Regions from separate parts of the Ovis aries genome. Here region 1 is linked to region 2. A link is a contact called in public Hi-C data. All regions are on one chromosome and are shown on one strand. The core of a region is the stretch at or near the end of the contact, and the rest is flanking DNA. Distances in the headings are between cores, read along the strand shown. Region 1 has its middle 5.1 kb from the start of NR2E3. Region 2 overlaps THSD4 (thrombospondin type 1 domain containing 4).

The links. A called contact is a pair of places that touch in the nucleus more often than the background predicts.
Region 1: a contact with region 2 is called in a Hi-C map of mixed tissues, with 4 times the contacts expected there. The contact joins two enhancer-like sites. A contact is called at or near these places in 3 of 16 Hi-C or Micro-C datasets (mixed tissues, omental adipose tissue and tail adipose tissue).

Annotation. Positions count from the first base shown.
Region 1 is chr7:18,641,944-18,646,322 of ARS-UI_Ramb_v3.0, reverse strand. No RefSeq gene overlaps it. Among named protein-coding and RNA genes, the nearest start is that of NR2E3, 5.1 kb to the left of the region's middle. Within about 2 kb of position 2,807, at least 5 of the 54 cell types and tissues checked have an H3K27ac peak or open chromatin away from gene starts, as enhancers often do.
Region 2 is chr7:18,264,828-18,269,343 of ARS-UI_Ramb_v3.0, reverse strand. All of the region lies in intron 7 of THSD4 (thrombospondin type 1 domain containing 4), which reads right to left. Among named protein-coding and RNA genes, the nearest start is that of THSD4, 340 kb to the right of the region's middle. Within about 2 kb of position 3,208, at least 3 of the 54 cell types and tissues checked have an H3K27ac peak or open chromatin away from gene starts, as enhancers often do.

The DNA.
Region 1 (4,379 bases), core at 1,558-4,057, 380 kb before region 2:
TCCCTATCTTAAAGCCTCCAAGGCCTCAAAGTGAAAACAAGATTTACATTTAGGCAATGTGAAACTCCCTGTACCAGCTAATGGGGCACAACCTCTTCAAACTGACTCTAATTTTCTTCTATTTAAGGTAAGAGTTCAACACAAAATACCTTCACTGCTCGCTGATTGTATTGAAAGGCTTTAATTCAGCTCAGAGGGATGATATCTGGTGGAACATAAATCTGTGTTAGATTCGTATTGTTCCTATAACAAATGACCACACTAGGAGCTTAGGATAAATATCTGTAAGTTTTAGAAGGTCAGAAGCCTGAAATGGGTCTCCTTGGGCTAAAATGAAGGTCTTCCGTAAGAGCTCAGCTGGTAAAGAATCCGCCAGCAGTGCAGGAGATCCCTGTTCGATTGCTGGGTCGGGAAGATCCGCTGGAGAAGGGAAAGGCTACCCACTTCAGTTTTCTGGCCTGGAGGATTCCATGGCCCATATAGTCCATGGGGTCGCAACGAGTCAGACACGAAGATGTTGGCAGGACTTTGACGCTCCTGGATGCCCCGGAAGAGAATGCATTCCTATTTTATTTACCGTGGCCACCAGTGTTCCTTGGCTCATGGTCCTTCCTCCATCTTCAAATCCAGGAGTATTTTTTTTATAATAAGAGATACAGAGGAGAAAGAGGCAGGGGGAGAGGGTGAAGCTGAAGATGGGGTATAAATCAAATATTCAATCCCTGAGCAAGCCTGGGGGTGCAGGGCATACGTAGAGGGATGGCTTTGACCTGGAGAGAGGTCGCCTGGAAGGAATCAGAGAACCCAGGGCTTCAGGAAGTCTCCTAGTCAGCATATCTCCTTTCAGACGCTGGTTTTACATCTTCCTGGCTGTGTGAGTTTGGCAAGGGATTCTGACTCTTGGTCTCAGGCTCATCATCTCTAGACTGGGTAGACTAGAGCCGAGGGGGTTTGTGGTAGCATTAGAGGAGGGGACATAGCAGGGGTTAGCACAGCCCAGAGTGAGAGGGAGGAGGCAGGTGGAAGGGAACTGGGGCGAGAGCAGAGCTTAAGGGGATGCCTTGGAGACATGAGGTCTGAAGCCCCTGGCTTAGGAAAGGGACTCAGCCAGGGACTCTGAGGCCCAGCTGAGAGTAAAGACAGTGACAGTCTGGGCAGGTACAGGGTTTTTCTTGAAGCCCCCAGCAGGGAGGCAGATGCTGGGAGGAGGTGGACACCAGGACTGCTCCGTGGCTGGGTTCCTCAGCTTCCTCCCAGCAAGTGTGTGGGAAGGACCTCAAGGAAGGAGTTGAAGGCCTCGGGGAGGGGCTGTCAAGGGGAGAGCTGAGTGGGGAAGCAGAGAAGGAGGGGACTTCTTTCCCCCGGCGAGTCTTCTCTGCTCTTCTCCATCTGAGCTGTCCTGCCCCCCTGCTCTATCTATCCAATCACTCCCATCTTTCAAGGCCTGTTCAGGGCTCACCTCCTCTAGGCAGTCTGCCCTGACTCCTCTCTTTCTAAAGGCACCTCCAGGGCCAGATATTGTCCTTAATATTGGACCTCATGCCAGGTCCACTTTTTCTCCTCAGTCAATGGGAGACTCCAGGGGGCAGGTTCAGAGCATCAGGTCAGCTGGGTATGTGAATCACAAGGCACTTAATAGACAGAAGCTTATTTTTAGCTTGTCCTTCTTTTCTTGGTATTCTAGAGTGGGTATAGAATAAAAAATAAATGAATAGAAGACACCGGCAATACTGGCAGTGTTTGACCTGCTTGTTCCTACAGTTTGTTTTGATTCTATTATATCGGCTCTTCGTGTCATTTTGATCCCAGCCGAACTCTTGTTTCACCCTGGCCCTCAGGCCCAGCCAGGAGTGTGACTGTGCTGGGGGGGAAAGATGACAGTCCAGCAGGGCTAGGGGAGAGGGAGGTTCCTCCCCGATCTGTGACCACCAGCTGCTGGGGCAGACACCAAAGGATTACTCAGCCCAAAGCCCTGAATCTGCTGACGAAGCCGCCAGGGGCCACCTTATCACTAATACAATTATTCCCCCAGGGGACAGGTCAGCAACTTCCTTCTGACTCCCTGGAAGAGTCTGGGACGGGGTGGCGGTGGGGGCTGGGGGCCAGGGTTGGCAGGGAGATGGGTGCATGGTGAAGGCTGCGAAAGTGACTTCCCTTTGGATGGTGAAGACTCTAGCAAGTAAAGCCCCTGCCCCAGCCTGTCTAGGGTCCTCCTAGCTGGTGTGACCAGGTCCCAGGCCTGAGAGATGACCTGGGCTCTGCCGCTGGGAGGAAGCAGTGGTCCCTGGGATGAATCAGCTGCTGATCAGGCTGCCTGGGCTGGATGGCTTGGCTCCTATTCAGCCTGTGGCTGCCACAGGCTTCTCATTTGCTGCAAACCTCGTTCACAGCATTTGGGAACATGTCTTTGGGGATTTCTTTAAAATTCTCTCTTTGTTTGCTCATCCAAGAGTTTTCACTATCTCAGAAAAAGGATAGCTGGTGATGAGTGCATGGGCTCCGGAGCCCAGGACCCAGCAATTCCACTTCTAGGAAACCACCCTTTTGGAAAAGTCACAAAGATTGAATTATATGGCTGTTCTCTGCAGCGATTTTAGTAAAACACCCAGCTGTAGACAACTGGCTAGATCAAGTATGTGTTGTCCTTGTGGTGGAACGCTGGGCAGCCATTCGTCCCAAGCGCATTTCCAGGGAAATATGCCCACACGGTTCCAACCTCAATCCAGCTGCACAACAGCACGCACAGTTTGATTTCCTGTGTCTCGGAGGAGTGTCTGGCCAAAGATCATGGGATTCTTTTTCTTCTCTGCAGGGCCTGAGTTAATTAATGGTTTCTTTTTCTAGAGCAGTAAGTGGAAGGGTCAGGACTCTGAGGGGCCAACACCAGCAGGAAAGTTTCTCAACAAAGCCTCTTTATTTCCTTTTCGAGATAACATTTAGAAATAATCACATATTCCTTGCACAGTTTCCCAGCTTTTGGCTGCTGAAGTCTCTCTTCTAGAATTGTTTCAAAGGTCCGAGCAGAACATAAGAGGCTCTTGGTCCCTTCCAAGGACGAGCAGATGAAAGACAGGCTATGCAGGACACATCTGATATGCTGCTGCACATGGAGGGGGTATGGAAAGTGGGGAATAAAGTGGGGAGACACCACTTATCTAGTGGTGTCTGATGTGAACGACATCTGTTTTGACCTCTTTAAAAAAAAAAAAAACTTTGTAAAAATGTTTTTGCCACCCGGCAGAGCATGTGGGATCTTGGTTCCCTGACCAGGGATTGAACTCGTGCCCCCTGCAGTGGAAGCGTGGAGTGCTAACCACTGGACTGCCAGGGAAGTCCCTTAAACTCTCTTTTTTTCCTGGTGCTGAGAGAAGTGGGCTTCTCCATCCTCCAGCAGAGCTACGATCAGCAGAGATCCTCACTACGATCAGAAAATTTTGTTTCCTTCGAATGTTTATTAGTAAACATGTGTTACCAGATGATCAGAATAAAACAGAGTTCTTTTAAGTTTTTTTTTTTTTTTTTCAAAAAGAGCTAATCTGAAATCAACATAACCCAATCCTCCTCCTCATCACAGGACATATTTGTGAAGAAATGGTTCAGTGTTTCTATGTGTGGAATGCAAAGCTTCTCACAGTCTGGGCTCTTCTCTCCTGTTACCCAAGGGCAAGGCCAACATCTAGCAGCTGCTCAGGCTGGGCCTGGGCTTAATCACAACAGCTGTACTGCAGAGGCGGAGGCCTGGTCCTGGAGGTGCGCCTTCCTCTTGCTGGGCCTGGTGTCTTCCCTTTAGTGCTGGACCCTGGGAACCTCTGGCGATCAGAGAGGGGTTGAGCGGGGTGTGGCATGAGGGCTGGGAGCTCTTTGGAAACGAGTTGTTGTTCCGTCGTTAAGTCACATCTGACTCTTTCCGACCCCATGGACTGCAGCATATTAGGCTTCCCTGCCTTTCACTATCTCCCAGAGTTTGCTCAAATTTATGTCCCTTCAGCCGAAGGTGCCATCCAACCATCTCATCCTCTGTTGTCCCCTTCTCCTCCTGCCTTCAATCTTTTCCAGCATCAGGGTCTTTTCCAATGAGTTGGCTCTTTGCAGCAAGTGGCCAAACAATTGGAGCTTCAGCTTTGGTCACTGTCTGCAGTGATTTTGGAGCCCCCCAAAAAGAAAATCTGTCTCCCTGAAAACCAGTATGGAGTATTTAAAAGCTCATCAATAGGCACAACACTACCATTGTTTTCTAAGTGACTGACCCTCCGGGTTATAGTATTTATTATCTTCTAGAAATGAAACAACCTGAAAGCGGGGTTTCCCCCCCTTATTTTGAGCCAGATAATGCATCGTGGGGCTGTTCTGTGCATTGTACGAGTTTGGTAGCTTCCCTG
Region 2 (4,516 bases), core at 1,959-4,458:
ACGGACGGATGACCCCAGGATCATATACACTGAAATCACTGAATGCTCAGAATGTTAAGGGAGATAAGGATAGGTTATTCCCCAAACAATCTTTACCACCAAATTTCTGATCGAACTTGGGCAAAGGACATCTCCATTCTTTCCACATTGTCTCCTCAATATTCTCAATGGGGATGTTGGATAGTGTGGTATAACCCATTCTTACAAGGCTCAATTCTAGGATGGAACACTTCTGTGTGACAGCTTTGAACAGCTGCTATTTTGTTTCAAGCTGGCAGGTGGGACAATAAGTAAAGAATAAATTATCTTGAGACCCTTTGGAGGTGACCAAGGCAGGCAGTACCTAAGCCCATTGCACATTTCCTGCCTCTCCTTTCCCTAACTAACAGAACCCTGACAATATTTGTGTTGGCAACTTTCCTAGACCAGACCTAGGTCTGGCTAACGGGATGTAGCCAGAAGTCAACTTGGTGTTTCTGTTGAGAAAGCTATTGTTTGAGGAAAAGACACAGACTTAGCTGACAAGCATCCTAAGCACTTCCTCCTGCCTGGAATGTGGACTCAGTGGGGCAGACTGGTCACCTGGTGCTCATGAGGACATGTGGTCACAAGCTAAGGTACCAGAAAGCGTCTTGGTCCTTGACAAGAGCATCTTCACAGGCCTAGGGCCTCTTCCTCTGGAGTTGTTATTCCAGAAAAACACACACCTTTATTTGGTTTTATCACTGTTGTTGGATTTATAAGCAGAAATTCATCCCCAACTGACATGGCCACTCAAGTTTTGCCATTCATTTTCTTACTCAACAAATATTAGAGTACATCCTTGTAACCATGCACCAGTCTGATACTAACTGGGGGGCGCTTGGGGTCTGGTGAGATAGGCTCTGTGGCAGTGTCACTGATCAGAAGGCCTGGAAGGAAGGGAAGTGGTCAGGAAAGTCTCTCACTCCCCACCCCGACTCCCCTACAGGTGACTCAGTTGGGTATTCAAGAATTAGCCTGGTAAAATGAACCCCCTTAAGAAGGGGGCTTCCCAGGTGGCTCAGTGGTAAAGAATCCGCCTGCTAATGCAGGAGACACAAGAGACAAGGGTTTGATCCCTGGGTCAGGGTGATCCTCTGAAGAAGGAAATGACAACCCACTCCAGCATTCTTGCCTGGAAAATTCCATGGACAGGGGAGCCTGGTGGGCTACAGTCCATGGGATCACAAAGACTCAGACATGACTAGCAAATGAACACACACACACACACACACACACACACACAAAGGGCAAAGAAGGCTACAGTAGCCCCAACCAAATGGGCGTTTTCCCTTCCTTTGTGCTGACAATGCCTTGGTTTTCATTCCAGTGCTCCTCTCTCCCTTCCTCTCCCTTTCATGACTTTGTCAAATCCTTTTGCCAGTGATTTCTCTAGGATATGCCTGAGACTCGGTTCTAATGAGACAGGAGGCAAATTCTGCTGTGATGGTGTCTAGAAAAGCTTTATTCACTCTTAAAAAGAAGACAAAGAAGAAAAAATGGGCTGTCCTTTCTTCTACTGGTCCTCATATCTGCCCACAATGCTTACACCCACGGCAGATATCCTGAAAACAAGGGAAGTGAGCCAGAGCAGACCACACTGAGCTTGGCAGAGTGGAAAGACGGCATCTCAGTGGCATAATTTACTTGCCATCTTAATCAAACCTAGACCCACCAGGTGCCCAGGCCTATGTTATGTAAGTTAATAAATCCTCTTAGTGTTTGTCTTTTGGATTGGATTTTCTGTTACTTGCAGCCAAAAAATATCCTGCTACGAAGGCATTCTGGAGAGAAGTAGCAGCATATGTTACAGAAACAAGAGATACAAGAGATGGCCTGTTTTAAGACCTAGAGGTATTGAAGACCCACATCGAAGGTGACAGAGTGGCTTGATGGAATGCATGTGGGTGCTCAGTTGTGTCCTACCCTTTGTGACCCCATGGACTATAGCCCACCAGGCTCCTCTGTCCATGGAATTTCCCTGGAGTGGGTTGCCGTTTCCTCCTCCAGGGGATCTTCCTGACCCGGGGATCGAACCCACGTCTCTTGGGTCTCCTGCATGGAGGGGCAGGCTCTTTACCACTGCACCGCCTGGGAAGCCCAGCTTGATGAAATGATGCCGCACCATTAAGCAGAGACCTAAAGACCCAGGGAGAGCTACTCAAAGTTTTCAGCATGTGACACTGGGAAGAAACGGGAAGCCCATGGCAGTGGCTGATTTACTGACCTACACCAGCAGTGATGAAGGCTTGAAGAAAGCAAGTGATAGAAAGAAGAGCAAGCCACAGCAACCCCCTGAGGCAGCTTGCGGACCCCAGTCGCCCCTGGATGTGGTGGGGGGAGGAAAGAGGAGTGGAGTGACACTCATATTTCTGGCCTGGATGACCAGCTGGGTGTTGCTCACGGAGATACAGAAGGAAGCTCCTATGAGAGTGAGATTATTTTCTTTGGGGGAAGTTGGGGGAAAGATAAGAAAAATTCCATTTTAATTATCCTGACATTTGAGGTCCTTGTTGGGCATCTAGGTGGAGCCATCTTGCATGTAGTTGCTAAGGGGGTAAAGTATGAGCTGGTCTCCACGACTGAACTCAGCCAAATCTCCCCCATGCTTCCTGTTTTGATGTACAAAGAAAGAACAATATCATAAAGGCCCTGTGTATTTACATAGGTAACATTTGAAGCCTACCACCTTGAAAAGAACTTTCTGAGGCTTTTAGCCATAAAACTAAACCATCAACTTCTTCCCCAGGTAGCCCAACCAATGATCCTGACCAGCCCTTGAACTTCAGGCTTGGATATACAGCTGCCTACTTGATCTCACCATTGGAAATGATTGGCAGGATCATCTGAGAAAAGGAAGAAACTCCGGTTGATCAAGTATAAGGAGATTAGAACACAGGTCTGGGGTTCCTGTTGTAAATGTGGTTGTAAGGTCAGGGGATACCCAGGTGAAAACTGGTGAAGAATGAATAGATTGTACAGTCTAGTAGCTCGAGATGAACAGTGCTGAACAATCTCAGGAGGAGGGCATGGCAACCCACTCCAGTATTCTTGCCTGGACAATCCCAGGGACAGAGGAGCTTGGTGGGCTACAGCCCATAGGGCTGCAAAGACCTGGACACGACTGACGTGATTGAACACACAGGTATGTGAACAATCTCATGGCCGGCTAAACAATAGGTTGACTCATTGACTTGAAGCAAGTACTACGCACTGACTCACTGTGCTGGTCAGTGGAGGGTCAAAGATGAGTAAGACAAGGTTGGTCATGGTTCAAGGTATTTCTGGGCATCCATGGAGAGGCAGACGTGTAAATCAAAAAGACGATAGAGAATTACAGGTGTCTTGATGGACGCCTGTCTGAGGCACAAGAAAAGCCTCCATCTTCTCCTGGGACCAAGAGGAGTAGTGTTACAGAAGAAATGATGCCTGAGCTGAGTCTTGTCTTGTCTGGTGAGTGGCTATTTGCCATTTGTACAGGGAAGAAGAGACGTTCCAGGCAGAAGAAGGTGGGGCAAAGTCTAAAGGCATAAACAGAGGCATGGCCTGTTCAGAGAGCTGTACTTGGTTTGCTGTGGCTGGACTAACTGCTTCAGGAGTAGAGAGGTAGGCACTGGCTACATCATAGCACACACTGATGCTACACTATGGAGTCTGGACTCTGTGGACAGTGAAGATGGGGATAGAGGGCACAGGAGGAGGGTAAATTTATTCTGATTTGTATTTTAAAATCTCCTGAACAGCAAAAGGATAGCTCAACTTTCATGAAAGAAAACAAGAAAAGAGGCAGGAAGATCAGTTAGGAGAACCCTGCAATGATCCAAAGAGCTGAAGACCAGAAATGAAGCAATGGCTTTAAGAAGACAAGAAAGGGGCAGACACAGAAGACTGTAAGAATGCAGAATGGACAGAACTTGGTCACCAAGGATGTGGAGAGGCTGGAAAACGGAAGGCATCCAGTTGGTCGGGCTTGGGAAACCAGAAGAATAAAGGTGCCGCTTGCCAAAGTCAGAAACATGAGGATGAACAAGGTGGGAGAGAAACGTGAGTTCAGCTGCGATCCCGTCAAGCATCTCCAGGCGGAAATGCACAGGAATGAATCAGCATCCGCCAGCAGCTCCAGAGAGACCTGATTGCAGAGGACACGTTGATTCTCTTGGTAAATTTCTGTCTCCTGACCGACAATTAAATCGATAAATGACTAGACAAGTTAGGAATGTCACGTGTGCTCACCGAAGAGGTGGTATCAGCCTAAGACACTTCAGCCTGGCTCAGTGCTTCTGCACTCTTCGTTTAATATTTTAGATGGAAACAGACCCACAGGCAATCTGACCCGCACTCAACCTGGACACCCCTCCCCCAGCACCAGTTTCTCAGCTTGTCCACGTTACCTGTGCATCTCTGTACGCCTGCCTGCCCCTGGCCCCCGCCCCCAGCCCCGTTTACTCCACGTTTAACAGGCATTCACACCGTTTTTGAAATGGAGGGCAGTACC